Linked DNA regions of Danio rerio: region 2 is linked to region 1. A link is a contact called in public HiChIP or PLAC-seq data. All regions are on one chromosome and are shown on one strand. Each heading gives the region's core, a stretch centred on a gene start, on an enhancer-like site or on the middle of the called end of the contact. The rest is flanking DNA. Distances are from core to core; before and after follow the strand shown.

Region 1 (6,951 bases), core at 2,235-4,734:
ATTCATTAATTTTCTTTTCGGCTTAGTCCCTCCATTAATTTGGGGTTGCCACAGTCAAATGAACTGCCAACTTATCCAGCATATATTTTACGCAGCAGATGCCCTTCCAGCTGCAACCCATCACTGGGAAACTCCCATACACACTAATTTACACACACAATCATACACTACGGTCAATTTTAGCATACCCAATTCACCTGTACCATGTCTTTGGACTTGTGGGGGAAACCGGAGCACCCGATGGAAACCTATGCAAACACGAGGAGAATTCCACACAGAAATGCCAACTAAGCCAGCCGAGGCTCGAACCAGCGATCTTATTTTTGTGAGACAAACATGCTACTCACTGCGCCACGGCGAATATAAAAACATATTTTTGTCAAAAGTGAATTACAGTTGAGAAGGCATTCAGCAATTCAACAAGAAGAAGCAGTAGACACAAGAAGTGCAAACCCAGCAGTCACACATCATCTTAAGACAATAGCCCCTTTCACACATACAGACCTTTCCGGAAAATTGCCGGCAATTTTCCGGAAAGGTTGTATGTGTGAACAGGTCCTTTTTGAAAATACCGGTAAATTCGTTCTGGCTATTTTCCAGAAAGAGAAGTTGTAACATTACCGGCAATTTGCCGGAATGCTGCGCTGTGTGAATGCAGAAGCAAGATTGCCGTAATAAGCGCGTGCACGTCTAGAACGTGCTGACGTGAGACGTCTGCTTTAGCCAATCCCAACAGTCAGACGCATTTACGTCCGCGCGGTTTATGAGAATAAAAGCCTTTGAATATTTTTCCAGGCACATTTAGCTGCTAGAAGTTAGTCAGATCACGTTTATATGTTCTTCTTAATGCCAACTGTGTAAATAATCATCGATGAGATGCTTATGATAAGCCGTTGTTTGTTTACCTTCAAGCTTTGCGTGTGCCTGTGAAGTGAAACAGCCTGTGAGCGCCTGCACACGCACATATTCACAATATTGATCATCCACAGAGTTTGTAATTTAGTAAAATGTTTACAAATACAAGCGCAGCCGTTTAAAGCTCATTTGTGGTGAATGATGTCAGAATTTACCGGTATTTTGGAATGGATGTGTGAATGCTCTTTTCCGGAAAATTTCCGTAACGTCCTCGCCTGTGTGAACAGCGCTTTTTTGAATATACCGGTAAAGTCGTTCCGGAAATTTTCCAGATATTTACTGGTATCACTGTGTGAAAGGGGCTTTTAATATTAGGTCAGATTAAGGTCGTGATGTCAGGTGACCAAAATTCAATGTCTAGTCAGTGTCTAAGAACATTATTATTTTGATTTTCAATAACAACATCAAATGGCGCTAATATTTGGTGGATTTTAGGTTGTGTTAGAAAGCGACCAAAATTCAACGTTGAGCCAACATCCTAAACCAATGTCATATTTATGTCACATACTGACATTTAATCGTCAGGTATGGCAACCAAAATATAACGTCTGATCAATGTTTTCCACACATCGTCAGCTTTAACATCAAGGATGATTTATAGTCGCTTACATATGCTTTGGCCATGACGCGCAACCTCTCAAAAAATGTAACTATACGTCGCAATGAAGAATAGCGCAAGCTCTGTTATTGGTCGGCTTGGTAGTGGTGACAAGCGTTGGCATTGCTGCGAGAGTTTACCAGTTTTGAGTCACGTGAAGCAGCTCCAGATGTAAACTTTGATTTTTTCGGTTCCCGCCTCTGAATGAGCAAGTTTGAGCTACTTTTAGCATTCAGAAAAAAAAAAAACACCAGCAAAGAACCTCGACACAGAGGAATTTAAAAACCTACTGCCAACTAGCATTTCGGAAGTGTTACTGCAGAGGAACACAAACAAAGCGCAGAAATGTGACTGCACGGCTACGTGCAAAGCAGACGATTATGCCGATTCCTTGATGCAGAAGTATAAATCAGCCTTAAGACGTTGATATTTAGTTGTATTAAGGTTGCACTGGAAAGTGACTGAAATCTTCGGACACTGACATTTGTCTAATGTTGGGTTCTGACATCAACCCGATTTTTATTTCCACCTGAACTGCAACGTTCCACAACATTGGGGTACAACGTCAATCTGACATCATGTTGATAAAGTTAGGTAGAGTGTTTTTTGAGATAGAGTAAAGAGTGTTTCTACAGGTGGTTTTTCAAGCCCACTCACCTGTGTGAAGCGTTCTTCATAAATTCTTTGTAAGAACGTGTCTGGTTCAAATGGGCAAATCTGGTGCAAGTGTCGGGTAAAGTGTCAGAGGGATGAAAGAACGTGTTTTCTACAGGTGGTTTGTCAAGCCCACTCACCTGTGTGAGGCACACTTAGTTTGGGTTGTCATGTGGTGAGGTGAGAGAGAGGAGGTCCTAGTTGTGTTCAAAGACCTTCAGGTGATCTTCGAAGAGATGGGGTTTTTGTTGTTGTTTGAATGATAGTGAATCCGCAGTCCATGTGAACACTTCAAACTATTAAAAATGTCTATAAAATAATCTTTTTTCGAACTTTTCAACATCAAACTGTGTTGTCGGAAAGATCAAGGTACCAAATTACAATTTAAAAGCATAAATAAATGGGGAAAATGACAAAATATGGAAATATTTGTACTTTATGCCTTTAGTTGTTCATCATAGTTAAAAAACACAACGAGTTAGATAATTAACATAGAATTATCATATCTATACCTCCACACAGGCCCAATCACAGAATGTCACACAGCCCGGAGTACCACTGAATATCAGCTTTACAGTGGCCGCCAATGCTACAGGTGGAAACTACATAATCCGAGCTCGGACCAACCAGGGCTTCAGTGTGTCTGTCTCCAGCTCTCTGCTAGTTGCAGCGGGAGGAAGCGCTCAAGGAAACATCACACTGATCACACCATCTGACACAGAGTCAGGGACAGACGTCACACTCACCATTGAAGCAGAAGCTCCAGGATCCACTGACCTGAATTACGCCACGCTGAGACTCACCGTCTCCACAGCCAGTGCTGTTTTCAGTGGACATTACTCGCTTTCTATCTGTCTTTCCGTTTTCTGCTTTTTCATTTCCTATGTTATTGGACTCTAAATTAAATTCAGCCTAACCAGTAATGTACACTCATATCTTGTTTTGAGTTATCAGTTGTGTGCTCAGTATACACAGTATATATCGAAGGAAAAAAAGGTTACTGTAAATATTGCACCTTCACTTTCTGTATTGTATGAGCAGGTGTGTTTGGGGTTAGTTTTGTCGGTTAGTCTGATTTTCTTTGCAAGTTTATTAAAGACAAAGTTCACTTAAGGGGCATCTGAAATTGTGTAAGCTAATATCACCTTGTTCTTTCTTCTTATTCAGCCCGTTCTTTTGCTCTGAGGTTTCTCTTCTGTTGGTTATACTGTAAGTTTTAAGTCTTAAGACAGTTTTGGAGCACTGAATCAATAAAATTACCTGTACACTTGTGATCTCGATCTACCACTTATATATAGCTAAAACATACCAAGAAACATGCTATAAATGCATTCAGGCATGTTTATGAATTAGACATGAGACTTTTTTTTTTTCAAGAATTTTGGCTGCATATCAGGTGCAGGTATTTGATACCATCTTTAGCTGTTAATTAGTGTTGAAAAGGAAAAAAGAGACTAGTTAAATCCAGTTGAGCAAATCACTATCAAACAATAGGTGTACACCCTACAGTTTGACACACCCAAAATAGTAAGGAAGTACTCATTTATAATGTCATTCTTTCTGAGTCACACGCACATCTAAGGATAATCATTTTATGTAATCCCTAATTTACATAACAAAATAAGGTGTAAAACTGGCATTCGGGGCATGTGCTAAAGGGTATAAATATACAGACAGAATCTGTGCATCAGTTTCAGAGCACACAGAAAATCTGCAACAAGGTAATCAGGAAATTCGCTAATTCGGCTGTTTTTGTGTATGACATTTGCGGTGACTGTGTTCTGTAATGTTTTGTGTGTAAATTAAATAGCCTAATTCAACTGTTTAAAAGTTAATTGTTCATATTTTTTGTTTGTTTCATAAAGAATTTCTTTAGGCTGTTTAATTTTATAACTGCATTTTTCCATAGCACCTACAGTTGTGGAAAGATGGTTGCAGGGCTTGCTGTGGCTATTTTTCTCTTCTGGGGGATCGGGTTCAATCTTAATGAGGTGGCAGGATTCAAACCTCTGTTTTCTGCGGGCTCCTTCACTCATCGAGACATCACTCAGTTCGCCATGCTCCGCAAGACTGCAGAAGTGTGCCGGGACATCGCCATTGCCCAGGGGCGAGACTTCACACTGCCTGTAAGAAAAATTCATGGCCATGAACCAAACAATGATAATTATATGGTAGTAATTAGCCATTCAGATTTGTCAGAAAGAGTAAAAAACAAGGTGTGATTAGCATTACTTGTAGGTGCACTTTTTGAAAATAGTTTAACAACATAACAGTCATACCTCAAATGTCTTTTAAACCTGCTGGATATTTATAAATATAATAATAATAATAACAGTTAGGCTGCACACAGACTTGATTTAAACCAGAAAAAGAATGCTGACAATAGTCCCTTTATAAACTACAATAGACTAACTGCTGTTATTCTAATAATGTTACTCGACTTGACAGAGAAAGAAAGTCTGTCAGAAAAGTCAGGTGGCAGGGAATTCGTTTACAGCAGGTCTGGAATGACCTTGATGTTTGTTTTGTAGTTACATCATGACCACTGTGTAAACACAAAACAGGCTATGGTTTCCTTGCAACATGATTCATCAATTGTAAAATAAAATAAAATTCAGAACGCTAGGATTTCGAGACAAAAATAAGTTTAAATACTGTACCTACGTTTAAATACAGGAATCTGCGCAAAGCTTTACACAGCGTGAGCTTCAGCGCATGCATAGAATCTCAAGTTGTGGAGGCTGTTTTAGAATAACATTTTTAATATGAGATTTAAAATGTATTTTAATTACTTCTGCTGACCAGGGTTGCGTTTCCCAAAACCATCGCTAGCCATCTAAAGTCGCTGCAACCACAACGTCAAGCTGTCACATCATCAGATGTTGATATTCGGTTGGCTTTAAGTTGGACATTGGACAATGACGTCAGCCTGACATTGAGTTGTGACATCAACCCGATTTTCATTTCCAAACAAAATGCAACGTCCCCATGACGTTGTGGTATAACTTCAATCTAACGTCACGTTGACGTCTTGTGCCTGCTGGTTGTTTAAGGCCATTTCGGTCGTCCAGTAAACATTTGTCATCTTCTCATCAGTGACATGCATCTAAACAGTCTCTGGGTCAATGCATGTAAAGATTTTGGACTATTATATTACTATTTGGACTGTAACTATTATATTTGCTGCTATTATAAATTGCCCATAATGAGGTGGTTCATCATGATGTGATTTACCTTCTATGTGCGATTTGATTGGACAGGAATCACAGGACTTATTTTTCTAATCCCCATAGACAAGAAATAAAGAAGTGACTGCAAGTTGAAGGGAAGTAAAATAACCGATACAGCACTAAAAATGTACTCAAGGGAAAGTAAAAGTACACATGTTTAAAAAATACTTAGTAAATTACAATTATTTCTGAGAAAAAACTACTCAGTTACAGTATTTTGAGTATTTGTAATTAGTTCCTTTAAATCACTGGGTGGTACCTTTTCGAAAGGTACAAACCTGCTATATTAGTACCTAAACAATACAAAAAATTTAGGTACTAATATATATACTTTTAAGGTACCAATATGGACCCTTCAAGTACAAATGTGTACCTTTTGAAAAGGGACCACCCCAGTGACAGCTCGCGTACCTTTATTTCTGAGAGTGTAGGCAAATATTATAATCAATTATTAACAGTTGAGGAAGTGTTTTTGATTAAGAGAAAGAAATAAAAAAGAGAAAAATAAAAAATTCTTTAAAATAAAAAGCTTATGTAGTATTACACTACCGTTTACAAATTCAACTTCTAATCACAGGATTAAATTCAATGATATTATATCTTCAATTATACTATATCTTCAAATAGATAGTATATATATATATTTTGCAACTAAATGCATGCTTGATGAGCATAAAAAACATAAAAAAACTTACTGTCCTGGTGTGTGTTCGAGTTCTTGATAATAATTACAGTGAAAATATCTTCATTTGCTTTCCTCATGTATATTTGATTAATTGTCATTGTAATGTCAGTCACTTGTTTAATTCTGTTTAAAATGTCTAATATTTTATCATTACTAGTTTCCCTTTCTGTGGGTTTATGTTAATTTCATGCATGTGATTTTAGTTTTTATTCTGACTGTGTTTTTTACTGACCATTTTTTCAAGGTTCTGTCTGTGAATCCTTTGGATTTAGATCTGATGTTCCTGTTTTGTCAGATCAAGCAATATAATATAATATAATATAATATAATATAATATAATATAATATAATATAATATATATTTCATCTCTAGATAAACAATGGATTGACTTCATCTGCTGTCCAAAAGGCCTGCTCATCATCTGCTTCATCTTCAACTCTCTCTTCTCTCAGTTTTTATTCAGCTATTTCCATGACTTATATGAGCAATGCAGCTATAGATGGTTTGTTTCTATTGAGTGCAGCACGTCACTTTGATGATGAGTCTTTTAGTGAGGGCCGAGACCTCATCACCAGTGCTGTATCTTCAGTAAAGGCCAGTGCGAAGCAGGGGAGCTACATCTCTGCCCGTATTACACTGGGGGCTCTGTGCCATACTCTACAGGTATGTTGAATGGACATCATGGTATTGTAAGAAAATAAGTATTCCATCCTATTCCAAACATTTATATTTATATTTGACATCATACTATTTTGTCTAAACATTTTTTTCCAAACAATGTTAAAGAAAACAAAATTGTAAAAAATGTTTTTGTTGTTGTTGACAAATAGGTAAATATAAAGAGTGGTTTGAAGGAAAGTACTTTAGTG
Region 2 (7,087 bases), core at 4,455-6,954, 310 kb after region 1:
GCTTCCTCTTCATCCTCCAGGTCTTCATCCTGGGCCAATGTTACCATGGAGATGGAGAGTAACAAGAAGCACGTCCAGCTCCACCGCAACTTCATCTACAAATATACACAATAACAGTTTTTAAAGATGCAAAAAAGGATGAACAACACTGAAAATGTGTCATAAAACTGAATTTGTTTTTATTTTTCTTTGGGGCGGAGCTTCTGATCGGATGACACTTTGACCCCGATATTGATCGACACATCTGCTTTTAGACGTGCTTATTATTGCACGTTTCAATGTTTTTCCTGTAATGGCTTCTTGTTTTATTAAATGCTGATAACTGAATTACAACAGCAAATAGTCAAAAGAAGAAAAAAGCTTATCTTCCAAATATATTAATTGCATAACTTATTATTAACAATTACCTCCAGCTCTTCTGTCTTTAGTTATTTTAGTCTAAATGACAAAACATTTCAATGGTTTTTTTTATCACAATTAGTTATAACATTATTATAACGTCCTCTGGCTAGCAGCGGTACCGTTAGCTGGGTGATGACGATGAAGAAGATGATGAAGAAGATGATGTTGCTCGTCTGCGTGACCGTTTCAGGTGTTTATCAGAAAATGTCTTTATTTACTCACCTTCTCCAGCTGAACTGATATTGGCGATGTGTCGGTTAACTGTGGCTTAAGCGGATGTGTTTGTCATCCAGCGTTTCGGCGCGAAGAGTCCGCTATGAATGAGAGCGATAGCCAGTTTTATCAGAAGCGCAGGATGACAACCGCCTCTCTGCGATAAAAACCACTTCCGCAATGCCTGTCAAAATAAAAGTCTCTTTTATTTACAAAACATTCTAGCCAGTGCACTCATCAGTGTTCATAACCACTACCCTGTTTTAGGGAACATAGATAAGTGCCCACTCTCACATCTCATTCGAGAATAAAAGTCCAGTTTGTTTCTCCAGTCATTTATTTGATGTCACTTTCTACGTGACCGTGCGATAAATCCACTTCCGCCTATCAAAATTAAGGTCTCATTCATCATTTTAATCATTTAGAGACTTTCTAGCTATTCTAGCCATTGTGAATATGTTTGTCTATATGTTATTTTTTTCTGTATGTTTCCCTAAAATAAAATAAAAAATCTTTTACAATACTTGATAAAAATATTTACTTTATTATGCCCATTTTACATTTACATTTACATTTAGTCATTTAGCAGACGCTTTTATCCAAAGCGACTTACAAATGAGGACAAGGAAGCAATTTACACAACTAAGAGCAACAATGAATAAGTACTAAAGGCAAGTTTCAGGTCTGTAAAGTCTAAGAAGGGAAGTGTTAGTAGTTTTTTTTTTTTTTTTTTTTTTTTTTTTGTACAATTAGTGTGATATTCAAAGAGGCAATTGCAGATTAGGAAGTGAAGTGGAGACTAAATAGTTGAGTTTTTAGTCGTTTCTTGAAAATAGCGAGTGACTCTGCTGTTCTGATGCAGTTAGGGAGTTCATTCCACCAACTGGGCAGATTGAGCGTGAGCGTTCGCGAAAGTGATTTTTTCCCTCTTTGGGATGGAACCACGAGGCGACGTTCATTCACAGAACGCAAGTTTCTGGAGGGCACATAGATCTGCAGAAGTGAGTGCAGATAAGAAGGTGCTAGGCCAGAAGTCACTTTGTAGGCAAACATCAGAGTTTTGAATTTGATGCGAGCAGCAACTGGCAGCCAGTGCAAACGGACTAGCAGCGGAGTGACATGTGCTCGTTTAGGTTCATTGAAGACAACCCGTGCTGCTGCATTCTGGAGCAGTTGAAGAGGCTTGATAGAGTTAGCTGGAAGCCCAGCTAGTAGAGAGTTGCAGTAATCCAGTTTGGAGAGAACAAGAGCTTGAACAAGGAGTTGAGCTGCATGTTCAGATAAGAAGGGTCGGATCTTTCTGATGTTATAGAGTGCAAATCTGCACGATCGAGCAGTTCTAGAAATGTGGTCAGAGAAGTTTAGTTGGTCATCAATCGTTACTCCAAGGCTTTTCACCATTTTGGATGCAGTAATGGTTGCCCCATCCATCTGGATTGAAAAGTTATGGTGTAGAGTCGGGTTGGCAGAAACTATAAGCATTTCCGTTTTTGCGAGGTTCAGCTGAAGATGATGATCTTTCATCCAGTGTGAAATATCCAACAGGCAGGCTGAGATACGAGCTGGAACGGAGGGATCATCAGGATGAAAAGAGAGGTATAGCTGGGTGTCATCAGCATAGCAGTGGTAGGAGAATCCATGTCTCTGGATGACTGGTCCTAGAGATGATGTGTAGATGGAGAAGAGAAGTGGCCCAAGAACAGAGCCTTGAGGTACCCCAGTGTTTAGATGCTGTAGGTTGGACACCTCTCCCCTCCAAGACACCCTGAATGACCTGTCAGAGAGGTAAGATCTGAACCATTGTATAACAGTGCCCGCAACGCCCAGTGACTCAAGCGTAGATAGCAGGATCTGGTGGTTGACAGTGTCAAAAGCAGCTGACAAGTCCAGCAAAATGAGGACTGATGATTTAGAGTCTGCTTTAGCCAGTCTGAGATCCTCCACGACCGAGAGCAGGGCAGTCTCAGTCGAGTGGCCTTTCTTAAAGCCGGATTGCTTGTTGTCCATGAGATTGTTTTGAGTAAGAAAGTCCAGGACTTGATTGAACACTACTTTCTCCAGAATCTTGGCCATGAATGGAAGCAGGGATACTGGTCTGTAGTTTTCAAGTAGCGTATGGTCCAGGTTGGGTTTCTTTAGCAGTGGGGTTACCCTAGCCTGCTTAAATGTAGTGGGGAATAAACCAGAGTCAAGAGATGTGTTAATTATGTGAGTCAGTGTTGGTAATAAAGATAAATAATTTTAGGTATTTATTATTAGGTATTAAATAATAGGTAATAAAATAATAATTTTAATAAAGAAGCCCATTTACTTAAATGACTTTTTATTTGTTTAGGTTGTATTGTTAAATTCTCAACGTAGGCTATACACATGGTTTATTCATTCATTTTCCTTAAGCTTAGTCCCTTTATTCCTCAGGGGTCGCCACAGCAGAATGAACCGCCTACTTTTCCAGCATGTCTTACACAGTGGATGTCCTGCAGCTGCAACCCAGTACTGTAAGACACTCATACACACTCACATTCACACACATACACTTTGACCAATTTAGTTTATTCAATTCACCTATAGCACATGTCTTTGGACTGTGAGTGAAACAAGAGCACCCAGAGGAAGCACATGCTAACACAGGGAGAACACACAAACAGTGCTAACCACTGAGCCAGCGTGTTGCCCATATACACATAATTGTTTATGTAAATGATGTTACAGAAATATAATATAGAAAAGTATATGTATGTATTACAAAAATACATTAATAAAGCCCAGGTGGTTTGAATGTTTCCATAACAAACCTTGTTAAAGGACTTACACCTGACTCAGGAATGGTAAACATGACATTTTAATAACAAATGAATAGATCTAGATTTAAAAAGTCTAGATGACCTATTTTAGGTATTATTTTCTGATCACTTTTGAATTGACTTTTTTTTTTTTTACCTTGATTTGAACTTGTTTGCAACTGATACATGGAATGAAAATGTGAGAAATGTACTTGTTTGTTTGTTATCAATAAAAGCAAATACATGAAACACTACAATACACCAGAGTTTGCAAAACTGAGATAAAAAAAAAACAAAAGGGTTAGAAGCTGAATTAATTAAATAATAAAATGAAAATGATTTTTGTTTTAAAAAGACTGCATGAAAAGAGTTAGGGAGAATCGATAAATTGATGATAAGTAATTGCTCTGGTTTGAATAATTTTTGATGTTCCGCAAGAAAAGCAACTGTGATGTGATTATGAGCTTTTAAAGGCAAATTCACAATACACCAACAAACACTAACAATCAAGAGACTACAGCATGTCACTTCTCAAACATTCTACAACCTGACAAACTGTAGCTCAGCATATTCAGTCAGCAAAAAATAAGCTCCAAAAAACACAATAAAAAAAAAAGAAGTGAAATTTTTGAAAACTGCTTATATAAGATACATAGTAACTGCACAGTACATAAAGGGGAAATTTACTAATTTATTTAACAGTAATCATTTTACTGTAGTTGCAGTTTAACTCTGTTAAAGCATAGGATAACATTGATGTTCTCAACTTCTCTTGAATTATGTAAATTGATAATATGCTTGAATGGTGTGCTGCTGTAATTGCCATTAAAGGAGAACCTACTAAATATCAAATTAAAAGTTAATTAAAACAATGCAACTCACGTTATCTGTTGTATTCACATCCCATTACATGTAAAGGTGTATTATATTTGAAGGGTCTGGCTGCAGATGGGTGCAGATGCAAGCTGAGACTGCATGCAATGCTTTTAATGCATATACCCAACCCAACCCAACCCCTAACCCTACCCCTTACAGTGAGGTCACTGGCTCAATTGAGTGCATTTTTTTATTGCACAAACCATCACAAACATACATACAACACAACATAAAATAAAAGGCGAACATAAAAAAGCTAATATAGCAATGGTAAAAAATAAACAAAAAAAAAAAAATTAAATACACATAAAATGTAAAGCATTTCTACATCCAATGATTTTAAGAATTAACAGGGGAATAAAAAAACTTATAATAATTTATACATTTCTTAGATTTTTTGCTTTTCAACAATTTCGCAGTAGAAATAAAGAAACTAAATAGATATAAAAAACTGTTCATGGGGGAGATGATTTAGCAAATTTCTGTTTGTGTATGTAAAATTTGGCCAACAAAATGGCAAGATTATATATTCAAGACTTTTGTTGGATATGTTTTCATAATAAAAAATAATATCTTTTAATGTAAAATAATAACTAAGTTTTGCCATTTTAAAAATATATTTGGCTAGATCCTTCCAGCAACTGTTTAACATACAATGTTGCATTAAATAAATAAAAGACAAAGGTTCTCTTTATCTGGATTGAAAAAACTACAGATGTCCTACATTTTAATATACTATATAAAGATTGTACTGGGTAAATTGTATTTAGTATTTTAAAATGAAGTGCATATGTCTGAGACTGGATGGCTGAGACTGCGTGTGCAAGTCTGCATCCAGATACTACTGGAAATTGTATATGGGATTTATATAAATTAATAAATCAATGAATAAATCATTCATTCATTCATTCATTTTCTTTTCGGTCCCTTTATTAAGCCGAAGTTGCCACAGTGGAATGAACCGCCAACTTATCCAGCATATGTTTTACACAGCGGATGCCCTTCCAGCTGCAACCCATCATTGGAAAACATCCATACACACTCATTCACACACATACACTACGGACAATTTAGCCTAAACAACGCAAACACTGGGAGAACGTGCAAACTCCACACAGAAATGCCATTTGACCCAACCAAGGCTCGAACCAGCGACCTTCTTGCTGTGAGGCGATGGTGCTATTCACTGTGCCACCGTATCACCCATGAATAAATCAATTTGATTCATTTTGGTAACTAATTATACTTTGCACTGTGTTAATCGCATATTGTGAGTGTATTTCTCTTGGCATTGTTTCTTACATATTCATAACAGTAGTAAAAAAAAAAGAGTTGACCTACAAATGACGCGCCCCCTGCTGTCCGCGAGGCGACGAGCACCGGAGCAGCTTGACCCGGAGGAGAAGCGCCGCATCGGCCATTTTGGGCTCAAAGGGGGCTTTTCTGTCACCACGTGAGGGCTGGGTTAATTAGTCCGACACGGGCGCTAAATCGAGCCGAGCGAGGACTCCGAGAACAAGGGAGTGATAACCGGGCAAGACGCTGCTTCTCAAACCTGCACTCGCTTCACATGTGCTGAAATAGAGAGTGAACAGGATGCCGACAGTCACTTTGCCTCCCAAAGAAAACGCTCTGTTCAAGAGGATCCTGGTGAGTGCTAATGCTCCACCACAGCCACATCCATCCCACAAATACAGCCCGCGAGCTGCTGTCATTGGCGTTAAAGAGAGCTAAAGTTAATGCTTCTGCAGATCCACTGCTTTTTATTGTGCTAAACTCAGCCATCAAGAGTGTATTTTTGTTAAATGGAGGTTAGCGTTTAGCTTGTTAGCTGCTAGCTGTCAGTGTGCTAATGTAGCTAAACATACAGACACAATGCTGTCGGAAAGAGGTTGTCAGTGGAAGGGCGAAGGCGAACAGGGGTTGTAACTTAGGGAATTGTTTATGTTATTTGATTTTGCTTAATTTAATTGAGGGTTTTATTCAGTTTATGTATGATCAAGGAGTGAGGGTGAATCATGTTGCATGTCACTGACTGAAGTCAGCCTCATTATGGCCTGTTCATCCAGCAAACCACTTTTTAAGACTTTCGTAGTGAACACAATATTCTGATTTACTATTGAGTGAGCTTTAGTGTGTTCTTTGTTAATGTAAGATGTGCTCAACATGTTCGTAGTGTTTGTGTTGTTTGCTTTTGAGGGAAAGGCTGAAAGTTGAGTGATGCTCAACTTCAAAACTACAAACACTTGACAGTTCGTCGTGAAAGCATGTAGCCTTTTCGTTTTTAGGGATGTTGTTCTGCTTTCTTGTAAAGGTTTTGGATCCTTGACTCATGAGTGTAGTTGTGCATTTTGACTTCCTACTTTATATTTCATGACACTTGTTTGAACCATTTTCTTTTATCATAAAGTGTTCTGTTCTTTATCTGCACAACTCTGGTTTGCACTCATTTGCCATATACCCTTAATGTTATTGTATTGTTTACAATTTTTTATTCCTTATGTATATTTTTAGACTACATTTTATGTACAATAATATATATTGTAAAATTTCTTTTTCTTAAAACTACTTTTTTATATTAATATTATATGTTAGGCACCTAGGATCTGAGAGTAACGTAATTTCGATTCTCTAAATGTCCTGTACATGTGGCTGAATTGACAGTAAAGCTGACTTTGACTTTGACAAGTTTACTTTAAATACAGTGCTCATCATATGCAAATAAACTCCTCACAAAGCTATCTTTATATTTTTAATAGGAAGCTATACAATATTGTATGTTTGCATATACATTAGATTAGTCAGTAACAAAG

The links. HiChIP or PLAC-seq counts read pairs in DNA pulled down with a chosen protein or histone mark.
Region 2: a contact with region 1 is called in an H3K4me3 HiChIP or PLAC-seq map of gastrula embryo, with 2.7 times the contacts expected there. The contact joins the promoter of naa15b here to the promoter of vwa10.2 in region 1. A contact is called at or near these places in 2 of 4 datasets of contacts at active chromatin or transcription factors (embryo and gastrula embryo).

Annotation. Positions count from the first base shown.
Region 1 is chr1:43,405,530-43,412,480 of GRCz12tu, forward strand. vwa10.2 (von Willebrand factor A domain containing 10, tandem duplicate 2) reads left to right here and starts at 3,485. Exons shown (of 16, transcript XM_680202.10): 1 at 3,485-3,888; 2 at 4,077-4,293; 3 at 6,455-6,745. The coding sequence starts at 4,096. It overlaps vwa10.1 (von Willebrand factor A domain containing 10, tandem duplicate 1), which reads left to right. Exons shown (of 16, transcript XM_073952944.1): 16 at 2,690-3,439. The coding sequence ends at 3,067.
Region 2 is chr1:43,708,911-43,715,997 of GRCz12tu, forward strand. naa15b (N-alpha-acetyltransferase 15, NatA auxiliary subunit b) reads left to right here and starts at 5,705. Exons shown (of 20, transcript NM_203321.2): 1 at 5,705-5,924. The coding sequence starts at 5,871. clgn (calmegin) reads right to left here and starts at 731. Exons shown (of 15, transcript NM_001077541.1): 1 at 625-731; 2 at 1-95. The coding sequence starts at 95.